Regions from separate parts of the Mus musculus genome. Here regions 2, 3 and 4 are each linked to region 1. Evidence: chromatin contacts called from public Hi-C, HiCAR-type and HiChIP or PLAC-seq data. All regions are on one chromosome and are shown on one strand. The core of a region is the stretch at or near the end of the contact, and the rest is flanking DNA. Distances in the headings are between cores, read along the strand shown.

What was found. Hi-C and Micro-C count contacts between places; a contact is called where the count stands out from the background. HiCAR-type assays count read pairs that join an accessible place to other places. HiChIP or PLAC-seq counts read pairs in DNA pulled down with a chosen protein or histone mark.
Region 2: an H3K27ac HiChIP or PLAC-seq map of oligodendrocyte precursor cells shows a contact between it and region 1, with 4 times the contacts expected there. The contact joins the enhancer-like site here to the promoter of 2610028E06Rik in region 1. A contact is called at or near these places in 2 of 484 Hi-C or Micro-C datasets (cerebral cortex and nephron progenitors), 6 of 115 datasets of contacts at active chromatin or transcription factors (SST interneurons, embryonic basal ganglia, embryonic hindbrain and 3 more) and 1 of 9 other capture datasets (embryonic stem cells).
Region 3: a HiCAR-type map of embryonic stem cells shows a contact between it and region 1, with 2.1 times the contacts expected there. The contact joins the enhancer-like site here to the promoter of 2610028E06Rik in region 1. A contact is called at or near these places in 4 of 484 Hi-C or Micro-C datasets (cerebral cortex, embryonic stem cells, forebrain neurons and 1 more), 12 of 115 datasets of contacts at active chromatin or transcription factors (SST interneurons, differentiating embryonic stem cells, embryonic basal ganglia and 6 more) and 1 of 9 other capture datasets (embryonic stem cells).
Region 4: a Hi-C map of cerebral cortex shows a contact between it and region 1, with 1.9 times the contacts expected there. The contact joins the enhancer-like site here to the promoter of 2610028E06Rik in region 1. A contact is called at or near these places in 2 of 484 Hi-C or Micro-C datasets (cerebral cortex and nephron progenitors), 1 of 115 datasets of contacts at active chromatin or transcription factors (stem cell-derived anterior neural progenitor cells) and 1 of 9 other capture datasets (embryonic stem cells).

Annotation. Positions count from the first base shown.
Region 1 is chr4:125,918,657-125,924,901 of GRCm38.p6, reverse strand. 2610028E06Rik (RIKEN cDNA 2610028E06 gene) reads left to right here and starts at 2,499. Exons shown (of 6, transcript NR_015560.2): 1 at 2,499-2,825; 2 at 2,934-3,029.
Region 2 is chr4:125,700,667-125,706,911 of GRCm38.p6, reverse strand. Grik3 (glutamate receptor, ionotropic, kainate 3) reads right to left here. Exons shown (of 16, transcript NM_001081097.3): 14 at 2,357-2,579; 15 at 1,707-1,957. Among named protein-coding and RNA genes, the nearest start is that of Gm40249, 130 kb to the left of the region's middle. Within about 2 kb of position 3,796, at least 80 of the 459 cell types and tissues checked have an H3K27ac peak or open chromatin away from gene starts, as enhancers often do. A contact at or near this core is called in SST interneurons, cerebral cortex, embryonic basal ganglia and 3 more, where this site is marked.
Region 3 is chr4:125,726,057-125,732,301 of GRCm38.p6, reverse strand. No RefSeq gene overlaps it. Among named protein-coding and RNA genes, the nearest start is that of Gm40249, 110 kb to the left of the region's middle. Within about 2 kb of position 2,816, at least 33 of the 459 cell types and tissues checked have an H3K27ac peak or open chromatin away from gene starts, as enhancers often do. A contact at or near this core is called in embryonic stem cells, where this site is marked.
Region 4 is chr4:125,778,855-125,785,099 of GRCm38.p6, reverse strand. No RefSeq gene overlaps it. Among named protein-coding and RNA genes, the nearest start is that of Gm40249, 55 kb to the left of the region's middle. Within about 2 kb of position 4,024, at least 32 of the 459 cell types and tissues checked have an H3K27ac peak or open chromatin away from gene starts, as enhancers often do. A contact at or near this core is called in cerebral cortex, where this site is marked.

The DNA of each region.
Region 1 (6,245 bases), core at 1,250-3,749:
CAGCCCAGTGGAAAGCCAGGCTAGGGACCCTCCCTGGAAAGTCATCATCCTCCCCTCTTACCCATCATCCTCCCCTCTTACCCATCATCCTTCCCTCTTACCCATAGGCTGCCTTGCCCGTCTTGTGTCAGACGGAGGCTCAGGCCGAGCACAGAATGTGCCCAAGTTCATAGGTAAAGATGGGCTGGGACCAGGCTTCCTGGCTTATTCTTCCACACTTTTCCATGTGGTTTGAATGAAACTGAGCCACATAAACTTTTAGACAGTAGCCTTGTTGGAGGCTGTTATTAGTGGTGGACTTTGAGATTTCAGAAGCTCAGGCCAGGCCCAGGGTGTCTCTCTTCCTGCTGCCTATGGATCCAGATGTAGACCTCTCAGCTCCTCTCCAGCACCATGTCCCACCATGCTGAGACTGGACTAAACCTCTGAACTGCAAACCAGCCTTAATGAAATGTTTTCTTTTATAAGAATTGCTATGGTCATGGAGTCTCTTCACAGCAATGGAAGCTCTAATTAAGACACCGTGATACTACAAAGCTATACAATCTTTTAGGAACATCTTAACTTACATCTCAACTCAAAATACATAACAGACAAAACAAGTAAGGCCAGCAAGAGTGACAGAGGCAGGAGCTTAGTCAAGGTTTCTCATGGTTACGTAGACATTTGAAATGCCTTTAAGGAGCCCCGGGACTCAATGGAAGGAAAATTCACAAATCTGGATTCTGTATGTTTCTAAATCTGCTAGATTGTTGTTGTTGTTGTTGTTGTTTTTGTTTGTTTGTTTTTTTGAGACAGGGTTTCTCTGTGTAGCCCTGGCTGTCCTGGAACTCACTCTGTAGACCAGGCTGGCCTCAAACTCAGAAATCCGCCTGCCTCTGCCTCCCGAGTGCTGGGATTAAAGGTGTGCACCACCACTGCCCGGCTTTTTTTTTTTTTTTTAACTTTTTTTTTTTAATCTGCTAGATATTTGGGGTCCTGGATTGTTGGCCATCTTTCTACTGTGAGCATCAAGTAAGAAGGGAAGGGGAACCTACCCTTTACTTTCAGGAGGGGCAGTTAGGCAAAGGTCAGACTCTGAGCTGGAGAACTATGCTTTTGGGTGTGCCTCACTCCAGCCGAGTCTGCTTCATGTTTGTCCTGGGTTGCAGTGAGAGCCAGCCTACGAGGGTGACCCTTCCCTCTGCATTATGAGGAAAAGGCTCGGGGTTCTCAGCCTCTAGCTGTCTGTGTCCACGGGAGGACAACCGATTTACTCCTTCCTGAAAACAGTGTCCTCAGCCCTAGGACAGAGACAACGGCATTGTGACCCTTTGTGTTGTGTTGGAAGACCCAGTGAGGTGAGAGGCTTGCAGGTGACGGATGAGGCTTGAGGCTCCAGTGTTCCCTATGCACTGCTCCTTAACTTCCTACGTTCATTTTTTATTCAACAAATGTCGATGTGAAACCCTGGGCCCTGGCTGGTTGCCAAGGATACGCACTGGCTGGGAGGGCTGCTGGGTGTGAAGGGCAGGGCTGCATGGGATGCTCAGATTTTCCGTTCACATGGATGGGATGCTGTGTTGGCTGCAGCGCTTTCTCCTCAAGGAGATTATAGCAGCTACTGGTTTCTATGGTCTGTCTGTCTGTCTATCTGTCTGTCTATCTATCTATCTATCTATCTATCTATCTACAAGAAGTTATCTTTTAAGAAAGAATGATGAATGATTACCAGGGCTGGGGACTTGCTGCTATAGGGGACTGTCTTAACTCCTGATAGCCCCATGACTCTAATCACACCTACTGGGCAGCTGGAATGATGGAGCAGTTGATCCGGGATGCTCCAGTTGCCACTGCGTTTCTGTGAATTCTAACACACAGGGAAGAAGAAAATGGGCCTTGAGGAATTGGATGGCACTTGACTTTACCTTTTATTCCTCCCCGCCACACAGTTTCAACACATATATTTGTATACTATGGCTAGAAGTAAACTTTCTCATTGTACAGAAAGGGAAACTGAGGCCCTCAGAGGGCTAGGCTTTATTAGAGTCTTTCAGCTAGATAGTAGCAGAGCTGGTGTCTACATTTGGGTCCCTGGACCTTGTCCTTGTCTGCATCTGGCAAACTGGAGCATCATTTGGCCGTGCGAGACATCTTCCCCATCCTTTGCAATCAACACTCTGAGCCTTTGCTTCCCTGAGGTCAGGGCTAGGGTGGGCTGATCTCCACTAGGCTGGGCTGAGGTGGGGGTGTACGGTGGGATGCAGGGAAGAAACGGTTCACTTCAGAGGCACTCCCTAGTTCAGATGTATCTTCTAACTTCCTCAAGTTTCAGGCCACACAATTAAGGCCTTGCTAATAAGCCATCAGTCTTTGTCCCACAAAGAGCTCGGCAGGCCTCCCTCCTCCTTTGGGAGGGGATCAATGCCTTATCTCAGCTGGGCCTCTGTGCTGGGAAGGAGGGAAATGAAAGCACTTAATTAAGGCGCAGAGGAGCGGAGAGGGAACCAGGCCACGCCAGACGCATCATCTCTGGGTCCTGGTATTCATCCCCTTCCCGCCCAGCCCCGCCCCTGAAGACAGCATGCAGCTGCAGATTCCAGGGAGACTGCTGCTTAGGGGGGCCTACTGAAGCCATAGCCCTGTGTGAGGAACTCAGGATGAGAAGGTGAAGATCAGAGACTCTCAGAGCCCACCTACAGCTTGTCCCCACGAAACCCACCCGACTTTTCCCTGCCTAGTCCACTCCACCACCGATTGGGTCTGGCCCTGGCTGTGGGCAGCGAACTGGAATCTCGAGCTGAGGGAACTCTGCCATCCCGGGCATGGATTTCGTGTTCTTTCAGGTAAGAAAAGCTTTCTTGGCCTCATTTTCCTCTTGTGAATGGAATGCTTCTTCATGCTTCAGCAGGGAAGGGGCTGTGTGTGCTCAGCCATCCACAATTCCTCTCTAGGTCTTGGATATAAAATGCTTTCCGGAGGCCCCGTGCTTGAGCACATGATCACCAGCGGGTGGCGCTGTTTTTTCGAGGCTGTGAACCATACAAAAGGTAGGGTCTTGCCTGGAGCGGCGATGAAAACCTTACCTCCTAGAACTTTGCAAAGTTGGAAGACTCAGTTACCAGAAAGAACCCTCTAGCCTGTGTGAATTCTCCCTCTCTTACGCGAGTCTCTGTCCTCTGTGGGCCTGCCTGGTGCCTTCAGAGACCCCGCTGCCTCTGACCTTGGAGAATCCCTACCACTGGGGCTCCTGTTTAACTCTAGCCTTTCACATCCATCCCTTGGACAGCAGGGGGCACCTTCTTAGTTCTGCGACTACCACAGGGCCTGCCTGCATTGCGGAGGGCAGATAATAGAGGATCCATAGAAATCTCGTTCCGCTTCCCTCGCTCTGGCTGCTGCGTCCCATCCTCCCAAGCAATTTCAGCGCAGCAGGAGCGCAGGTTGGAAGGCATTTTTTGTGCAATGGTCACACCCAGCATTGCCCTGCTTCTTTACCACCCAAGGGGACAGGAGTAGAGGGACGGAACAGGATCTCTTCCTTTAAGCACGCTAGGCAAGTGCTCTGCCACTGAGCCACATCCTCAGCTGGATAGCTTGAAATCAACTTGGGTAAGAATATTCACACCAGGGCCTTTGGCAAGTGCTATAGATGACTACTCACTGTCGCATCTGTTTTCCAGCACACCACTGAAGTGGGCAACACTCACCCTGTGGGCATCCTTTATTGAGGGGCTCAGACACTGCTGGGTATGAGCCAGGTGGTGACACTCATCCTGCCGGTGATCCTTTGTTGAAGAACTCAGGCACCACTGGGTAAACTGTCTTCCTTTCTGGTCCCTAGTTGACAAGGACATTTTCCTTCTCCGTGGCATGGCCAGGCCTCTGTTCGCACAGTGATGGCTAGCCAGTGGATACATCCTTGTATTGGATTTCTGTCTTCTCCAGTTTATTTGCTCTAGCCACAATGCTTATTTCTATAGACACATACTCTCCATAGACCGTCTTTTTGCAAGCTATTCTCCCAGCGCAATCTTGGACTCTCCCCTTAAGTACAGGCTATGTCTGTTTCCCCTGCCCAGAGTGAACCCTTTCTGTGCTTTTGTTCTTTAAATTTTTCTAGTCCTGTGTCCAGGTGGGACTGTACAGAGTCTCCCCCTAGCAACAACTCCGATTTTCTTTCGAGCACCTTCAGTGGGTGTGTGGAAAGGATTTAAAAATAGTCCGTTGATTTAGGGGGTAAAAGGAACGTTTTTGCGGTCTGAGTCTCACCTGTAAGTCTGGCCTGATACGCTCACTGCTTCCCTCTCTGGCTGATTTAGTTTCCATTTGCGAGTGTAACCACCACCTGTGTTGCCTCCTGTGAACTGTGTTTCTCTCGCCATTCCCCAGTCACAGCTGCCCAGGAACCTTAGCACCCAGTCCCGGGCCGTTGATCCTCCAGTCGTCTCGGCAGCTCTTTCCGGAACATGTGTTATACGTCTTCATTCCTGGCTTCTAACTCAAAGCTGCTCAAACTGTGCTCACTGACATATGATCTGTGACTCAGTTTCCTGTTTTCAGTGGATGGATTAATTGCGTGGATTGTAATTACATGAGCGGGTTTGGTGACAGCTGGAAAGATTTCTAGTTAACCGGGTCGTGGACAGTAGCTATGGAGGGCCAGTGCTTGTTGCTTTGAGGTAGTTAGATTGAAAAAAAAAATCAGGTTGAACAGAGGGCAGTGTTCTCTCTGTCCCTTTCCTAAAGAACAGCAGGATCAGAGGGCTTAGCAGGGACAACTATTTATTAATCAGATGATCTTAGAGAGACTACATTATTCAGGAGCAAGCGCTGGCAGAAGAGGAAGCCAGAGAGGTTTGAAGAGGGTGAGTGACTCAGTGATGCTCCATGGCTGACTTTGAATATGGAAGAGGCCGTGGACCAGGGAATAGGGCTGGCCTTCAAAGATGGCTATGACCAACAAGTAAGTGGCAAGGACACGAGGGCTTCAGCCCTATAATTTGGCGACAGCCTGAAGGACGGTGGACATGACTCTTCTCATTTCGATTCTAGCTATGCTCTCAGTAGAAGATCCGGCCAAGCCTCAGCCTGGACTTCTTACCTGAGATAATAAATAGGTATTATTTTAGACTGTGTTAAGTCTGTGATCATTTGTTACGGCAGCAGTAGGTTACCTATATTCTCATGGAGGGCTGTATGAGCACAAGAAAAAAACAAAACAAAACAAAACAAAACACCTTCAAACCACTGAGCTTTCAGGGCCTGCCTGTGGTAGCAGCCAAGGATGGGAACACCGATTAATACAAGATTCATTAGCTGCCAGCCCCTCTGCAGCCTGGAGGCCAAGAGAGGGAAAGGTTAGGAAGCATGTGAGGACAGACTCAATAGGGATGAGTGTAGTATCAGCTATAACAAAATGCCCAAGACTGCACATTTTATAAAGATAAGAGGTTTTAGAGATGGAAATTCCAAACAGCATTATACTGGCTCTGGTGAAGGACACCTCGGGTGAATCACAACATGGTGGAATCAGAGGAGTGACCCTGTGGAAAAATAGGACGCCAGGTCACTGGGAAGGGCCATTCTTACTGCTGTAGAACGTCACACATAGTAACTGACTGGGTTCCCTAAGATCTACCTTAACTTCTTCCAAGAGTGTGGCTCCTCCCCCATCAATGGCATAATTCTCCATTAGGACCTACTTCTTTTGTGTGTATGTATATGTAGGCGTGTGTGGGTGCACATGCATGTGTGTGGAAGCCAGAGGACAACCTCAGGTGTCATTCCTTGGGAATATCACTTGTTCTTTTGGGACAGGATCTCTTCCTGACCTGCTGCTTGCCTGCTAGGCTAGGTTGACTGGACAGTGAGCCCCAGGGGCCCCTTTGTCTTTGCCCCCCCCTCACCCGGTCGCTGGGATTACAGATGTGTGCTTCCATGCCTGGTTTCCTTGTGTGAGTAATAGGGGTCCAAACTCATGCTTGTGTGGCAAGCACTTCCCTAGCCGAAGGCCCTGCTTCTTAGAGGTCTTCCCACCTCCTCACTGCCAGCCTGAGGATGAGACCCTCAACACACAAACTCTTGGGGAATAAACCATATTCAAATCACTGCAGGTGCTCAACTGAAGTGGGACCACCATCTCCAGAACTTCCAGAGGCAGGAAAGTGGACCGAGAAGAGCCCTGCAGACAATGAGAGGTCCATGCGGAGCATCACACAAGCCAGATAATGGCCGAGCCCAGGCCGGAACCTCAGCCTCCTCGT
Region 2 (6,245 bases), core at 2,547-5,046, 220 kb after region 1:
GCAACTATCTGTATTTCCAGTTCTAGGGGACCCGGCACCCACACACAGACATAAATGCAGGCAAAACACCAATGAACATGAAATAAATAAATAAATAGGTTAAAGCTATGATATGGAAGAGAGGAGTGTGGGAAGAGGGAACTAGGAAAGGCTATTTAAGGATATGATATGAGTTTAAAATCTACATGCCAGACGCAGCCAAGAATATAGTGTAGTTCAGGCTCAGATAGGTAAACTGACATGTGCCAAGGTCCTGAGGCAGAAACATGCTGGGTGTGTCATGGACTCAAAAGGAGTCATGTGAGAGAAAGTGAGGGAGTGGGGTGCAAAAGAGCCTGTAATCTAGAATTCAGTTAGTCTTAACGGGGATTCCTAAAGACTCTGGCAGCCTGGCAGCTATTCTTTATCAATGTCTCATAATTTTAAACTGTTAGACATCTAGGCACTTATCTAGTCTTCTATGTTGCCGTTCATATTTAGACAAACATCCTTGTGAATAAAACAGTCCATCTCCCTGGCCACTTTCAGACAACAACTAGTCAGCTGCACAGATGGTTTCAAAGACTCGGTTTCTCCCCCACCCCTCAAGTGGCCTTCTGGGATTGCATCTTTTCGGGCTTCTCTTAGGCAGTGGCTAACTCACACGGCCAGAGCTGTCTCTCCCTTCTCTTGGTTGACTTAGCCTTGCTGGTTGTTAAACAACTCCAGTTCATTTTGATGGATCCATCAGGCACTGATTGTAATGAGCCCACTGCATGTGACCCAGCGGCAGGCTCCTACCAACCACACTGGGCCCGGATGCTTTTGAACTTCTGCCGGGAGAGGCGATTCCCTAGCCCAAAGGCCCTTGGCTCAGGTGCACGCTTAAATCACCCCGTGGGCCTTCTGCAAACTCTAGAGTTAGGCTCCACCATGGGCCAATTAAAACAGAGTCTCTGGGAGTGAGGCCAGGGTATTAGCACTTAAAACTCTCTCTCCATGCTTCTAATTTGCCACAGGACCCGGGGCTCCTGCCCTGACCGACCATGCTTGAATTAATCAGGCAGGGGAAGACTAGCTTTACTGTTTGCACACTTGGGCCATCCCTCAGAACTTTGCTTTTTTAAACTTTTCATTATGGAAATTTCCCAATATATGCAAAAAGCAGACTGTACAATATAATGAACTCCTGTGCCTCCGTCACCCAGCTTCGACAATTACCCTAGGGGTTTAAGGAGGGAGCTGACATGGTTTGAATTAAGTTTGAAACAGGGTACTGGCTTCTATGGCGCTCATAGATGGTGGTGGAGAGCCGTGGGGGGCAGGAGGCACTCACTGAGAAGTCAGCCTGGGGAGTGGGGCAGGCCAACATGGAGAGAAAGGATAGAGGCTTAGGAGGCCACCCGGATAGGAGACATGGAAGCAGGTGCCTTCTACCTCCAGGTTAGGTAGAAAGAAAGGCGTGTCATCAGTGTGGAGGCTGGGGCATAGCTTGGGCTGCAGTGAGTGCACATTGGCCTGGGACCAAGTGGAGCAGGGGGTGATGGGAAAAAAATGTGCTGTCAGGACAGAGGAGAGCCGGCTGGATCCTGGTGGACTGGATGCAGGATGGTGGACAGGATGGTGAGATGAGACAGTGGGAGTTCATTCCCTTGGGAGGACGAAACCAGCTTAGTCTTGTCCTTGCCTTCCTTCCCTGTCCAACGCAGCCTCCTCCAGGGCCTCACCTGCTCCCGCTCCGCTGTCTTGCGGAGTTTGTATATGAACTCGCCCACTGCCACCAACACGGACAGGACCAAGCCGGCGGCCAGGACGATGAAGATGCCGCCGATCTTCTGGATGCCCAGGGCGCTGGCCTCCTTGTTCTCCTCCTCGGGGCACCCACTGCCACGCCACCACTTCTCCTTCATGATGTGCAGTTTGTCCTCCTCCTGTAGCTGCAGAATGGCGATGGTGATTTTGTCCCGGTAGGGGGAGCCTGCAGAGGGGGAGGGGGAGGGGGCTGTCAGTGGGGACTCTTTACTAGAGCTGCCTCTGCCAGCCTCCAACAGGGATTTCTCTCAATAAGGACCCTGTTCAAGTCCAGGTAAGGTATCTCGTGGGGAGGCCTTACTCACTGGGCATAGAACCTGTGGCCCCGGGAGGCCCTGTGTGTGGGTGCATCAACCAGGAGAGGGCAAGGAGAGGCTGTCTCCGCCCTCACAGGCCAGGGATGACCAAGCCAGGATTGTGTCTCCATCCCTCTGCTCCCCTGAGGAAACATCACCTTCCCAGGTTCCGTGAAATGACTCTGGGGACTGTGTGCAAAGAGGAGGGTGGAAGAACTCAAGATCCCGTGTCTGCACTGCACCCCTCTCCCCGTGCCCCGCTCGCTCACCCATGGGTGTGCCGATGCCATAGCCCTTGGAGTCGATGAGGCCACCGATCTGGGTGAGGTTGCAGTTCCTCTGTGTGATGTACTCTATGGTAGTGGACTCCATGAGCAGGGCGTAGTCAGCTGTGAGCGTCCGCTGGATGCCCTCCTCGTTGTTCTTCACCAGAGCCGAGGGCTTGCTGCTCATGAAGGCCCACATCTTCTCAAAGGTGGAGATCTTGGATTTCTGGGTGGCAAAGGGATGTGAATATTTAAACCAAAGCAAACAGAACCCCCCTCCCCCCCCATGCTCCACTCCCTTCAGTCACTCAGCATGGCTCCAACTCTGCATATATCCAACTCTGGGTATAATCTGTAGGGTTAGGGAACACTGCCACTGCACGGGTATAGAAACCGAGGCCCAAGACATGAGGTGTTGCTGGGCACAGTTCGCTGAGGTCCAAAATCTGGCCCACTCCCTGGTAGCCCTGGATTTTTGCCATAGCACAGTCTTTGGAACTAATTAATTAAACTCTGAGAGAGGTTTGAGGCTAGCCCAGGCTGGCCTCAAACTCGTTAGGTAGCTGAGGATGACTTTAGACTTCTGACCCCTGCCTCTGCCTTCCAAGTGCTGGGATTATATAACCCAGGTGGGTCACCACATCCGGGTTATATGATGCTTGGGGTTGAACAGGGTTTCATGTACATGAGAGGCAGATGCTCTGCCGACCTAGCTAAAGTCTCCTGTCTCTGACTGACTTCCTCAAAATCAGTTTTCTCCAAAACCTGTTAGGGAATTAACAAGCAGAGGTCTTGTTCTAAGGGCCTTAGCTGTAGGAACTCACTCGCCGAAATCACAGGAAGTACGTGTTATCAGCCCGTTTTGCAGACGGGGAAGCTGAAACACTGTTAAGCAATTCACCCAAGGCTATCCAGAGATGAAATGGTAGAGGCAGGCTTCAAATCCAGACTCTTTGGAGACAATCCAAGTGCCTACCCACACAGCTGCATTGTATCCGAGTAACCACTAGGGGGCACAAGTGAAGGTAAAGCTCGGTGGACTTTGTCTCCCCACTTCACTCCAAAGCTGTGCCCCCCTTTTGTGCACTCTATGTCAGGAGAGGAGTTGAGTATGGTTCTGGTCTGTTCTCAGTCCTGAGAGAGGCCCAGTGGGAACTGCAAGCAGAGAAAAGGGTGAGGCTCCTGGGAGTAGTGGACTGCAGGTCCCTGTGCCGGCTTCATGCCTGAGACCATAGGTGGGGTGGCAGCCTGTTGGGTGGGCTGCTGTGCCTGCCCCGGTTGTGTTATGTGTGCATGAGCCACCCTGGGAACTTGATGTATGCCAGCTGCCTGGTCCCAACAGAGACCAGCCCTGCCTTAGTCCTGGGGGAAGAGGTGGCTCTGAGAGCCCCTATTGTATCGGCTGTTTCCTACTCTGGAAGTGGCTTTCTGTGATGTCAGCCTGTATGATTGGCACCCAGCCCAGCTCTGATACACGTGACAAGATGGGTGCCCTCCCACAGGCTGGCACAGGCCTGGGGGAAGGGCAGGGAATCAGGCCATGGCTGCCAGAGGCGGGCAGGAAGCCCGAGAGGAACATGTATTTTCTTCTCTCTGGGTGCTTCTGGGCTCTGGCATGGGATAGGCCCTCTGAAACTGGTGGCCGATGTCCACAGCACGGTCCAGGGACGGAGCACAGCACAGGAATGAATATCAGAGCAGCATGGAGTCACTGAGTACTTTCAGGGCGTGGAACCTTTCACAGAGCTGTTGTTCCCTGCCTGCAAACTCACGTGCCTCAAAGCCGGTGCACAAAGGGTTCTGATGGCCCTGGCTCTCTAGGCTTCACCCAACCACTTTTGTAGGCAGCCATTGCTGCTCTCAGCGGCCCTACCCCCACAGCCACCTGCCTTCTGCCCAACTTTGTAGCCAGCCACCTTCCAGCTCTCTTTCTACCTCAGCTCCTCCCCAAGTGCTCCCCCGCCAACACCTCTTCCCTCAGAGATGGTTCTCATCCCTGGTTTTTCGGATGCTCCAGATGTTTCTCATTTTCCAGATAATTTCTGATATGCAGATTCTCCTCCGCCAGCTCCTTTGGCCCCTCTTCCTGCTTGGCAAGCTCCTATCCTTAGCACTACCCAATTTCTAGTGACTCCTGTCTCCCTGCGGCCACATCCTTGTTCTGGCTCCTCCTCCTCCTGAGGGTGGGCTGGACCTTTGGGCCTGCTTTTGAATCACTCTCTGGCAGGGGTGGAATAGCACCTCTGAGTGACAAGACTTTGTCTCCCTCTCCCTTGTGTGTTCCTCAAGTCTTCTCTCAGGTGCTGGTGACAGTACTGTCACACCGAATTGCTTAAGAAGAGCTCCCCATGCAAGTGACAGAGGACAGCATTTTGTCAAATCTCAGTACACAGTACTTCTCTTACTCAGTCCAGCGACCTGAGGGGAACTGAGCATGCTCTCATGACCACAGTCTTGGCTGATGGCTGGATCACAGCCTGTGAAGAGCCTCAGGCCAGAGGGCTCTGAAACTCCACTGACTCCTGACCACCAAGCTGCCAAGTGACAGATGTTGTTTTAAGAACTTTGGGGTAATTTGCTAAGCAATAGATAACTAATACCCTCTCACACCCGTGTTCCACAAGAGCTGCGTGTACAGATAAACACAAACTCCAGCGATTCCTGTAATCAAATTATCCAAGTCCAACCGTCTCCACTTGGCCAGACACACTGCTCCTCAGACCTGCGTGCATTCTGGCTGTTCCCACCTAACTGCTTTTCTCCCTTCAAAGACTCCGGTCCCTCAGCTGCTTTCCCACTCCTTCCTCCTGCTCCCCAAGTTGTTTTCTACGGAGGTGGGAACCAGGGTTGGATGAGGCATCAAGACTCTTTTCCCTCCTAAGGCATCTACCTGTTAGTTCATCTGCTGTTAATCCATGCACGCACACATGCATCCAATCATCTCATGTGCCCACCACACCTGCGCGTAGCCATCAGTCCAGCCACCTGTCAGTCCATTGGTCTATCCACCCCACTAACCCGCTCATGCATATATCCATCCCCTTCCTCCTCCTATGGACCATCTGCTCGCTTTCCCTCCCCACACTGTCTACATACTAGATATTCAGCTGACTCCCTGACTCTTCGTCTAACCTGTAACCTCTATCCAGCTGTTCCTTTTCCGCACGCCCATCTATCCATCTTCTTCCCTGTCTAACCATAGCTGCCCATCCACTTCCCCCTCGCTCCCAGCATCTCCATTTACTGTCCCATGAAACTATATAAAGTCATCTAGTCTTGGCAAAAATAGTCAGTAATCCTTTCTGTGAGCCTGCCCTACTCCTGTGCCTGAGAGTGTGGTCAGAACACCGGTCTGTCTCAACTCGGCCCTCTACCCTCCCTTTCCTCCTATCCGCAGCCCCTGAGGATGCCAACAGACATGCTTGATTAGATCTTAGTCTGACGCAGGGAGTTCAGTTGAGCCTGGAGAATGTACTGAGGCAGATAGGTTTTGAGGAAGATACTAGCAGATGAAGGAACGAGGAAGGGCACAGGAGAGCGGAGAGCATGGGTCAGTTAAGAGAGGAGATGACACTAGGAAGAATCCTGCTGTGACATACATTTCAAGAATTCCACCTTCCAGTTGCAGGGTTCCAAACTCACAGCCTTCTTTATGTTTTGTCTTGTTTTTGGCTTTTTGTCTGTCACAGGAGATCTGCAACCTGCTTTCCTTGGATGTCCCTTACTGTTCTTGACCTAGACCTTGGGCCCCATTGTCAAAACCCCGCCCACAGTCTCCTCAAACAGTTCAGTGATTCTGGAACACAACCCTGAACCCCCTGACACAGAAAGAAGCAAAGTCCCCCCTCATCTCCGTGGGCCCCCTCACCATTGCTGTCACCTCCTTGGGGAG
Region 3 (6,245 bases), core at 1,567-4,066, 190 kb after region 1:
TATAATATGGCTACACTGATTGTTAAGTTTCAGCACACAGGTGGTGGAGAGAGAAGCCACCACTCACCACAGCACTGGTATCACGTGTTCTAGGGTCCTAGGATGTCAGCACCAGGGTCCTACAGTCTCAAGACAGGCCTCGGGTATGTGGTAGCCTCTTGGTGGGAGGGGCCTTGGGCTTCAGGGCAGAGTGGGGAGCACTGACCTTTGATGGTTACCCTGTCATTAATGACGGCTATTCTCTGACTCTCCAGGCATGTGCACGCTGGCCAAAGCCACCTCTGTCCTCAGACTTGCCCAGAATCTTGGTTATTTCCCAGCCAGTTATCCTCGGACTAGGTGCGAAGCTGGAGCAGTGTGCACCTGGGAAGGGTCAACTGAGGCCAGTGTAGGTGAACCGCTACTGCTGGGGACTCCAATGATGGCCATAGAGTGGTCTGTTACCACTCCTTCTGAAAGAGCCTGCTACCACAGAGGGGTGGAGGGTCATTGTGGAGGAGCTTCTGTGCCCTGGAGTCTCTCTCAGCTGCTGTATATGGTCAAGATGGCTTCTGGGCCAGCCTAGAAAGTCTCATAGTAGCTGGCCCTGAACTGCATCATCTAAGATATACAGAGGGACCAAGAGAGGGTGTACTAAGCATGTGGTAGACAGCAAAGGAAATGGTTCTCCTCTCTCTCTCTCTCTCTCTCTCTCTCTCTCTCTCTCTCTCTCTCTCTCCCTCTCTCCTCCCTTTCCCCCTGCTCTCCTTTAGTTTGTGAGGTGGGAGGAACAGTGTACCACCACTGGTTTCCAGGGAGAATCGCTGCACAGCAAGAGCGGCGTGGGCGGACGGGGATCTGTACTCTCTCACCTTCAAATCCACTTGGGAAGGGGAGGTGGGCTTGGAGAAAGCACTGGGTAGGCTCAGCTCAGGTCCCAACCCTCTGGGCTCCATCTGCCTGCTAGAGAGGTTTCCGCCATTTTCTCTTCTTCCTTTTGGGGTGTATTTTTCAGGGGGAGGATTTTGGCTTCAGTGGGGCTCATTCTAAAGACAGGAGTCTCTTATTCCTGGATTATATTTACCTCTGTGCTAAGGTGGAAATTTTCACCTACTTTGATGTGGTTCTATTTGGAAGGGAAAGATGTTTTGATTAATTAATTAACTAATTCTATTGTGTTCTTTTACGAAGTGTTGGTGTTAGGGGGTGCAGAGAAGACAACTCAGTAAAATGCTCGCTGTGCATTCTTGAGGCCCTACCTGAGTTTGATTCTCAAACCCACATAAAAGTTGGGCATGGCAGTACTGGGGTCTATACCCCAGTGCTGGGGTAGCAGAGACAGGAGGATCCCTGAAGTTCCCTGGCCAGGCAGCCCAGCCAGTGAGTAAGTTCTGCTTTCCTGCCTCGGAAAATAAGGTGGAAAGTGATCAAGGAAAGCATCCAGAGTCGGCTTCGGGCCTCTACATGCATGTGCACATGTACCCATTTATATGCACACACAGACACAGACACAGACACACACACAGACATCTCATGCACGTAGAATCCTTGGTGTTAAAAGGTGTTTCATTGCAATATATATATATATATATATATATATATATATATATATATATATATTGTTCATGTTTTTAAGTGAGTGATTTTTGCAAAATGTTTGGCTTCCCATCAAGTGTCAGACATTCAGTCAGTTCTGACAACAGTCAGTCTCTATCACCAGGTCCTAGGTGACAGGTGGAAAAAGAAAAGAAAAAAGAAAAGAAAAGAAAAGACCCCAGCAGCAACAACAAAACCCAAAACACAAAAGCCTTATACTCTGGATGAGGTTAGGCAGCAAGGTCCCAGCTAGCAGGACACCTGGCCTGTATGCCATTCACTGTCACACGACCTCTCAGACCAGGCACTTCATCAAGTATGGGGTGCACTTGGGAATCCCATTCTTGGGGTTGAGTCTGGTTTGTTTGCTCACTGTGCAATTTTAGGACACTCACTTAACTTCTCTGAGCCTCGGCCATCAAGTTTTCCTACCCAAGCAAGTACAACAAATTTTCAGTTTGTAGACCACGTGAATCTCACAATGCCATATGGTAGTTGGTGACCTGCGCCTGCTGATGTCACTTGGACTAAATGGTCATCTCACCGAGGCACAGGCTGAGGAAAACACAAGGAGTCCTTCCTATGGCTGCCTCCCCTTCCTCCTTCCTCTCCATGTTCTGCTTGCTCTGCATTCAAAAGCCCACCCTACCACCCACCACCGTGGCCCGGAATGTGCTCCACCGAGAGCACTCAACTCCCAGCTCCGTGTTTGTAGCAGATTTCACGCCAACGCAGCTTACCATTTTGACACCGCCAGATCGCGCCTCTTTATTTCGTTGCAGATTTGTGGGTTTTTCCTCATAAAGTGTTTACTGCGTATGTGAAATATAATCACGGCTTTATGAATATGAACTAGATTATTTTAATGATTGCAGGTAATTTGAAACTTAAGGGCAATCACATTTCCCAGCCATCTACAGCGTTTCGGAGACACGAGTGAGCGGTTCCAAACAGCCGCGGTCGCGCACGTCTGCCCCTCTGTGGTCTCCCCGCTCCAGCCCTGTGTTACGGTGATCTGATTATTGTAATTGATGACATTAGGAACCAGGAATCGCGCAGAATAATGCAGGCGCCTGTCATGCCAGAGCGCTTTTATTCATTGTCAGCGAAGTTCATAAAGTTGAAAGGGAACATCTCCGTGGACCGCGACAGCACAGAGCTGCATTCAGTCTGTAACTCACCAATGAAATGACGATCAGCAGAGGCCCACTTGAATGGGCGATTGGAAGCAGTTCTCTACACCCCTCCCCCTGCCTGGACCCCTGGGAGTTGTATTCTGCCAATCCCAGTCATCCTCAGCAGGAGGCCCCTGCCCTGGGGCCTAGGAATTCATTACCTACCGGGACCTGCCTTCTTTTGTTCCTGTTCCCAGATTTCAGCCGCTCTTTTCCAAGCCGGATCCCACCCACACCCTTTTGAGAGACTCTCTCCTCAGTCTGGAGACTCAGGCTAGAGAATTTTGTTTGTGACTCTTGAGGACACAAGGCAGGGAGCTCTTCTAAGGTGCTTCTAGAATCCTGGATCTTCTTTTTAAGGTGCAACTGAGATCTCTGTGGATTTTAAATGTTTTTACCTCTCTCTCTTCTACTGCTTTGTGTGTGTGTGTGTGTGTGTGTGTGTGTGTGTGTGTGTGTATACAGGTGCGTGTGGAAGCCAGAGGTCAACCTTGGGTGTCGTCAACCATCCGCTTTGTTTTTTGAGATAGGATCTCTCACTAAGTCCTGGGACTCTGCAGTTCAGCTAGGCTAGCTGGCCAGTGAGGTCCAGAGATCCGACCGACTGTCTGAGTCTCCCCAGTGGAATGCAGCCATGTACCAAAACTCTTGGCTTTTTACATGAGAGGATGGAGGTTTGGGGATCGGAACTCAGATCCTCAAGTTGGTACACTTTACCAATGGAGGGGCATCTCCCCGCCATCCCCACCTTTCTCCTTGGGCTCTTCCTCTCTTTTTTGGTGCTGAGATGGCAACTGAAGCTCTTGCACTAAGCTCTGACCTCAGCCTCATCTTTTCTTTGTCTTAGAGCTGAGCACAATAGCCATCAATTACTGAATGCCACAGCGTGCAGGCGTGGCATTTACGCGCTCACAGGTCATCTGACGGAATTCCTCCAAGCCACTTACTTATTCCCATTTTCCACACAGAGACACGGTGGGTCAGAAGGGCTAAACCACCTGCTTAGGACAGCACATTTTAGTTAGTGGTCAGTGATAGGACTCAAACCTAGACTTGCGTGGTTCCAAATGGTTACAAAGTAGCTTCTCTCAGAAGTGTGGGAGGCAGAAAGGAAGCGCATTTCAGAACTTTCAGGTGCATGGTGTGGAGGGGAATCCTGGAGCGCCTCCGGAGGAGTGGCGCTGGGAGCCCGGCTTCACACAGACGGACTGGAATTCTGCAGTGTGCTGGGGAGAGGTAGGGAATTGCTCATCAGAAGCTCAGAAGAGCCCAGAATTCAGGGGTGTGCTGGGATGTTTAAGAATGGCACAGACTCCCAGCTACATGGAGTGTGGTGACCTTGACCAGTGGTCACTGCAAGAGACGATGGGAAGAAGGTATCAGGCTACTTTTGGTCCCCCAGCCAGGGGGACAGGAACAGGTCTTACAGGGCAGTCCACTAACTAGAGGGAACCACCCCTCGCTGCCCTTCACCCCTCCTCTCCCCCACTGCACCATCTGCCTAGAGCCTTGTTCTGCAGGGTAACTGCAGCTCTCCAGCCCTGGGAAGTAGGTGAAGGAGGGCAGGATGGTTCTCCTCTCTTTCCTGCTAATTTGCTGCTTCTGCTTAAGCTTGTAAAAAGTTTCTTGAGCAAAACCACTGTGGCCTGCTGGAGCCCGCTGAGCTGCTGTAATTAAGCTTTGATTAGCCAGCTATAAACTCCCTTTTGGAAGCCAGCTTTGCCCTTGGAGGCCTTCTGTGGAGTGACCTGATCCTTAGGCCCCAGGACTCTGAGGATTTTCCCAGCCACCATGGTCCATAGGCAATGTATCTTTAGGAATGGGTTCGTATCACTATGCTCGGTCTCCTGAGATACATACAGACAGAGGGAAGACATCTAATGCCTGCCCCACTTCTCAGAAACACGGTGGGCAGGGGGACTGGGAGTGGGAGGGAGCCCCTGGCCTCTGTTTTATGACTGCAAACAATAGTTCTTGACCAAATGTATTTTTCTACCGCCACAAGCTTGTTGCAAAGTCGGTTTTATGGGTGCACTAACCCGCCTTTTAAATTATCACCAAGTGTAATAAAAAGGCAGAAAATCATCAATTTTCCTGAGAATGTGAGTAAAGTGAAAGTTAGTTACACGGTGGCCTGGGAGCTGTGGTCCAGCTGTGTCTGTAATCAGAATCAAGGCCTGCAAGCCTTGGGGGGAACAGCTGTTTCCGTGGCTCTTACTTGAGGGAGGTGAAATGGAGCAACGTGTTCCCCCCCCACCCCCACCCCCCGCAGGGAGATGGCGGACTGAACACTCATCCAGAGACCAGCTAGGGAGGAGTAAGAACCCAGGACTGAAGCTTCCTGCTCCCTTCAGCCTCACAGCTCTAAGGAGGGTGGGCTAAGATGGGCCGGGCTCTGCACCGGGAACAGGTGGTAGCGTGCTGTAAATGTTTAGTAACTGGCTCACCAAGCAAAGGCTGATGTGTAGCGTGTGCCAGGTTCTAGGCAATAAACACTTGCGGATTTTAAAGTATCAAGTGGTGACAGTGACACCACCGAGCATAGAGCCGGGAAGAGATGCTGAGCTGCGCAGGTGACACGTTTATTCCAGCCTGCACGCACACACAGAAGCACACAACCTCAAGGGCAGAGGTAACGGGACAGTACGGCATCACAATTAAGACATTGTCCTGGATCTGAGCTTCTTTCTTACCTTTGTTTCTGATACAATTTATTTAACTGTAAGTTAATGTAATTGGATTTTTAATCATGGCCGGGTTCAACAGCTGGCTTGAAAATTCTGGGACAGTAAGTGATGGACTCCCACGGGTTAGTGTGTGCCTGCTCCTGTAACCCGGAGGGGGTCTGGGAGCCACCTGCAAGACCCGCTCAGTCTGTCTTGCTGTTGGGTCCTTCTACCCTAGAGCTCAACACTCAGTAAATTTGTCTGGAATTTATGAATAACAGGTGGTAGGAAATGTCTCTTGCAATTTATTATTTTTTTTCTGATGGCAGGCCTGGTTCAAAGCCAAGCAGTTCAGCCTGCCTGATGCCCAGAGCTGCAGAGACTGGGCCAGGTCATCCCCACCTAAGAAGAGGGAAGGGGCAGGCTGGAAAGGGGTGGAGTTAAGGTTGGAGTTAGGGGTAGAGAAGGGAGGGGAGGGAGGGAGGGAGGGACTAGGAGGGGTGGAGAGAGATAGACAGAAATAGACACAGAGAATACCCAACCACTAGACTTTAGCACTGTGAAGCTGACTTGGGACTTTGGCTTCCAGATCTGTAAGATGCAATGTGAGTGGCTGTGTATGTGCGTCCCAACTTAAAGAAATGACACCCCTAAGACATTAAAACTTGCATGGTTTTGTGGAGCCTGATAGTCCCAGCTCCTGGAAAGGTTTAGGTAGGATTTTCAAGGCCTGCCTGAAAAATATTAATAATATTAATAATGCCAATACTTTTTAAAAAGCAAAATAGGACTGGGAAATACTCCCCCCCCACACACGCACATGTACTCA
Region 4 (6,245 bases), core at 2,775-5,274, 140 kb after region 1:
ATAGTCTCAAAACAAAACAACAAAACCTACCAACCACAGCAGCAAGAGGCTCATGCACATGAAGTGGATGAAACCTTCAATTTGAGGAAAACTTGGGGTGACTGGGATCCATGTCTCTGACCATGTGACTCCCATTCCTGCCCCCAGCCCCATCCCTAGGTGATGCCAGGAGTAGGGAGGTGGGAGAGTGCCAGGGAGAGGTAGGCCCTTAGCAACTGTCCCCAGAGGGGAAGTTGTTTTTCTGGGTCCTGTAAGACTGCAAGGGAGAGGAGGTGCTGTGCAGGATATGAGCACACACGCATGCGCACACGCACACGCGCGCGCGCGCGCACACACACACACACACACACACTCTCTATTCTCCACTGATGACGCATAATGCAATCAGATGACATTTAAATATTCATGTCATAGAAAAGCATGCAGCTGCAAGTGTGAGACTCATGGGCTGGGGGCCACATTCTGCACCCTCACAGGGCAGCAGAATCTCGGAGTGACAAAGGAGTTGTTATTTGCATCCTTCACTGCGGTATCATCAGCGAAAGATCTGTCCCCACCACATTGTCTCCATCCTAGTCTATTCCATGGGCAGTCATCCTTGCTATGAACAATTAAAGTCTCCATCACAGCCCCAGGGAGTCTCCACCCAGGCTTAGCTTTGGCTCAGAGAGCATTGAGGACGACACCTCTCCTGATGTTTCCAGAGCTTTCAGCTAGGGTTTTCCTAAGAGACATTTAAAAAGGCCCCCCCCACCCACCCAAAGGAGGTAAGGTCCCACATGAAGATCTTGTATCTGCATGTTAGTGCTTGTCCCTAGATTGCCACCACACTAGGATGTGTAAAATCTGGCTTCCAGAGGACAACCAACAGGAGAGGGAAATGACATTAGATTGGGAGTTGGGAAGCTTGGATCTTAATCTGGCCTGAACACTTCTGGCTGTGTGACCAGGAGGAAGTCGCTTCACCTCTCTGAGGCTCCATGTAGTACAGGGACAGTTGCTTCTATTGTAAGGCTTCCGTGAAGGGAGAGCTGATGAGCTGGGGGCAGCCTGCTCCTTGGCTAGAAGGGACATGCAGCTGAGTGGTGGGTTCTTTGAGTGTCCTCTGGAGGCAGAGGGAGGAGAGGTTTGGGCAACATGGCACTCCCGTGCACACTCTCAGGTCCCAGATGGTGGTCAGGGGCAGGGAAACATGTGGATGAGAACAGAAGACACATCTACACTTAGTTATGTAGCTGAAGTGCTGCTGTCCGCACTCAGGGACAGGGCAGGGGTGGCAGACTGGGACAGATGGGACAGATCTCTAGACCACAGAGAGGTTGCTCTTCCACCAGCTTTGTGACTTTGAACAAAAGTCCTGACTTCTCAGGCCCTCCATCAGAAAATGGTAGGATAGGCACGGACAGAATGGCTGGCAGGTGTTCTAAATCTCGGATGGTCATTCAGTAATTAAGTTTAGCAGGAAGTGGTCTAGAGTGGGGCAGGCCTCTGTATACTCTGTATACCGGGGGGGGGGGGGGGGAGGCAGCAGTGGAGGCATGGAGCTGATGTCACTTATGTATTTGTTTATTTATTGTGTGTTTACCTATGCGTGGGCACAGGTGTTCAGGTATGAATCTATATGGATGGTGGATATGCCTTCAGCAGCTGATCTTTTGAGACAGGGTTTCCTACTGAATCTGCAGCTTGCTGGCTACACTGACCAGTCAAGCAAGCCCTAGGGGTGCCCTATCTCTGTCTCCCTAGCATTGGGTTTTGGGCACACAATGCTGTACTTGGCTTTTAACTTGGTTGGGTATTGGGAATCTGAGCTCAGGTGCTCACGCCTGTGTGGCAGACACTTCACTGGCTAAGCTGTCAACACAGCCACCAACACAACTCAGAGAAAGAGTCCTAAAGTGGTGTGGGTTATAGTCCAACAGCTCATCTGGCATGGGCCACCATGTTCGCCACTCCGGTCTCCTCAAGCCTTCTGTCCTTCTTCAGGTGAGCAGCGGTTTTTCAGTTGATCACCCTCTCCAGGTCCCACCTTCCACCCCTGCCACCTTCTTCATGAGGACCATCCTCTCATAGATCCCCCCCCCCTTTCTCTTCCCACCGTCGTCCCTATAGGCAAGAAAACTCCCATGGATATTTTCATGGCAAAATGACATGAAGGAAGCAGTGCCTTTGTCTCGAAGCCAAATTTCAACCATTTTTACTCACAGTCCACAGGACCTTGTCTCTGCACCTAGGTAGTTGACCTGCTCTTTCTGGACCTTCCTGGATCCTAAGAAACATTCCTGATGGCCCTTGCATTCTCTCATGCTGACCTCTAGTTGTCCTTGGACTGGGGATCTTTGGACAAATCTTTGCCTTTGATTTCTTTTCTTAAAATATTAATTGCGTTCCATTACTTTATTTCATTTTAAAGTTTTACAGCTATAGGTATTTTACCTTCATGTGTATCCATACACCACACATAGGCCTGGGGTCCACGTGTTATCAGAGACCATTGGATCCCCTGGAACTGGAGTTGCACCATGTGGATGCTGGGAATTGAACCAAGGTCCTCTGGAAGAGCAGCCAGGGCTCATAACTGCTGAGCCATCTGTCTGCCCCAGCCTTTGGGTTTGAAGGCAGCCCGGTTTCCTGCATCTCTACCCACCATGCCCTCTGCCCAGCCTTTGGCTTCAAAGACTGCTCAGTCCCCTGAGTCTCTACCTACCATGCCCTCTGCCCAGCTTTTGGGTTTGAAGGCAGCCCAGTCTCCTGCATCTCTACCCACTGTGCTGCCAGCTCTTCCAACGCTTTTCTTTAGACAAGTCTCTTCAGCATTGCTGCTTTTTCTTTCTGTCCATAAAGTGATCACAATTTCTACCTGTGCTGCCCTTGACTCTCCCCAGCTTAGGCCTCTCTCCTGAATACCCACCTGCTCTGCTGTCCACTGGGCATCTCTCCCAGGATGCCTTTCAAACTTACCACGCCCTTCAGGTTTATCATCTCCCCTATGGTATGTTCTGAGTCAGAGGATGCCTCCCTTTAACAGTCTCCAAAGACAAAGAACTAAGACCCCTCCTTAATCCCGTCAACTCTCCTGTCTCTCCATCTAGTCTGTGAGACTCACCTGCATCTCTTGAATTTGTCTTGCTTCTCTGCTTGTGTTTTTTGAGACAAAGGCTCACTATCCTACCCAGGCTGGCCTTGAACTCACAATTTTACTTCCTTAGTCTCCCAAGTGCTATGATGACACTGGCATATATGGCTTTTTATTCTCTTGGTGGGGCAGTCAGGTGCTCTACCAGCTATAGCACTAGCCTTTCTGCATATGAATATGAGGGCTCTGGGCCAGGATGCCACCATCTAGAGCCCTGACACAGCTTATAGTGTTGTCCCAGTTCTAACCTAGTTGTCAGATCTCAGTCATACCTCAGGGAGTGCTCTGCTCCAGGGAGACCACCCTCTGTTCCATCCATCCACCAGAAGTAGCCGAACCTGAGCACATCTGGACATCTAGTTTTTTTTCATCAGTGGGGAAACAGACACATTACATGTATATGCTAGTGTGTGACAGTGAGTGTGTGCTGTGTGGGTATCATGTGTACATGTGAGTGTGCATGGGCTGGAGAGTCAGGATGATCAAGAAGAGACTCATGTCCCTAGAGTCCCCCAGAGACACTTCCCAAGAGCCTGTCTCCCCACTGTGGCCCTCCCACTCCAGAGAACAAAGAGCTTTCCAGTTGACTGGCGCCTGTGTTAGCTGAGACAAGGGTTGTACATCTCAATTTCTATCACATGAAAATGAAATCAAGAATGTGGGAACAGACCCGGGAGAGAGGAGTGGGGGGAGGGGGATGAATGCTTCTCCACAGTAGAGACCCCTCGTCCCCCCTGTACCTCCCACAAAAGCCACCTCTGTTGAGACAGCAGCATTCTCTTTTGGGGAACCTTCAAAGAAGGTGGCATTTACATTCCGAAACACAGGGAGAGTTAAACGCTGCGACAGCAGTAAGAAAAGCAGCCAGGGATAGGGAGCGTGTGGTGAGCTGCCAGCTCACGCACTCCGCCTGCACAAACCCGCCTTGATGTTGCAGCCTTGACTAGACAGAAGATGTTTGCCTTCTCAATTAGGAAAGATCCACAGCTTCACGCCTGCCTGGGAGGTGGCAGAGGCACTAGGATTAGCACCGGGGGAAGGACAAGGGAGGTGACAGAGTCAACAAATGTCTCCTCATCTCCTTTCAGCCCCTGCCTGCCCCAGAAAACATTTTTGGTTTCCTGGTGGGTCTTGCCCTTCTGCCCTCTCCTCTGCCTTTTCACTCCATAAACTCGAACTCAGGGCTGCTTCATACTTTATGCAGACTCTGTGGGTAGATCTGGGGGTCACAGAAGAATAAAACAAGATCCCTTCCCCGGGGAACTCAGAGCTAGTCAGAGACTGATGGAAAAATAGATGAACCCAGAAATAGCCAGGCCTCTCCTTTCCCTGAAGGAGCAGGTCAAGGGACATAGAAAAATTTCCCGAAGGTTCCCACTGGTTCCTGGGAGGGCTTGCACCTGTCAGGATTAGGCACAGACTGGAGTCGAAGGGCCTGGGTTCAAGTCTCAGCTCTGCCACAGAACGGTTCTGCCTCTCTTGTCCATGCTCACAGCAGGTGGGCTACTATAGTCCCCAGTGGTAGGGCTGGTGTCTGAGTTGAATGAGCTGCTTCCTGCTGGGGCAGAATGTCAATCATGGTCATTTTTGTATCTTTGTCATTTGGAGCCCAGCTTCTGTTTGCATTGAGTTAACTCCATTTGCACATCTTCTTACCCCCTGTGGGCTTGACCCCCACCCCCAGTCAGCCCAGATGTGGACTTCAATTCTTTTCTTTACACTTCACACACACACACACACAAATGGCCTCACCCCTAAAACAAAGCTTGGCTGGGCATACAAAATCTCTGCGGGTAGCTGTATTTTCAAAGGATGGGATTTATATATCGCGGAAAGCCACATGCAAAAGCCCATTCCCCAGAGCCCCTCAGATATCCCTGTCCGCCCTCCACGCCTCTTCCCAGGGCTTTGTTTTCTTATTTCCCCCTCTGCTCTCTCTATTCGCCGCCTTCTGTTTCCTCTTGCCCCCAGCAGAACAGTTTAGCAGTCTCCCGCTTCCTTGTCTCTGATCAAATCAAGCCCTAGGGATGTTATCTCCCTCCCAGGGCCTTATCAAGGTATTTCCCTATACAAAGACACTCTCTTTTCTAAGAGGGATTGGAGTGTCAGATGGTTGTGTCAGTTAGGATCCGACTAGGCAAGGGGAAATCTTTAATGTGGGGCACTGGTTGCAGGTGGCAGAAGGGTAGCAGGGCCTTGGGGCTCTTTCAGTGGGCCAAACAGTAAGATAGCACATATGGATGAAGAACCTCTGTCTCCCGGCCCCACCTTGCAACCCTGCTCCTCTGTACTGCAGTCACGTCGTGGCCCATCTTTGTCTTTGTTAAATGTGTATATGGTCACCATTAGTCTAGGTGAGGAGGTTACCTGGGGACAGCCGATGGGAAAGAGAGTTAGAATAAAGGCCAAGAGGCTGTGGTTGACCAGGGAAACAATATGATCTTCTAACCTGGCTGGCTTCTGGAAAGGCATTGCTCTCTTTTGGCCCAGGATGTGATGGGTTGGAGGCATGTTAGCTCGGTCTTTTTTGACTGATGGGGAAACTGGGCTCAATGGGAAGCAGAGCTCTGCCCACACTGGGCAAACAGGGACTATAGCTGGGGCTCCGCTTCAGTCCTGGGTGGTCATCCCAGCGGCACATTATGGGAAGGAAAGATTCAAGAAGGACAGAGAGGATGAAGGTGCCCCTATGCCCACTGGAGGGAGACCCCAGAGGGTGAGAAGCTCAGCTGGACAGAGTAGAGCTGGAAGGAGCCTTGGAAGGACAGACCAACCAACAAGGGAAGCCACATCCAAACAGTCAGAGATGTGGTGTCCCTACTTTTGTGGCAGAGAAGATGAAGCAACCAGCAAGGGAAGAATGGCCGGCAGGTGAATGGCAGCTGTGGGGGAGGAGGGGCCAATCTGCTCTCTAAACAAGCCTGGCAGCACACATGCCTGTCATCCCAGAGTTTCAGAGAAGGGGCAGGTGATTCATGAGTTCAAGGACAGCCTGGGCTACAGATCCAGACCCCGTGGCCAAAATAACAACCAAACCAGGAACAAACCTTAAGTGAGAGCCTAGCCCTTGTCCATTGATGGACCCTAACTAACCTAGCATCCTTGCCAC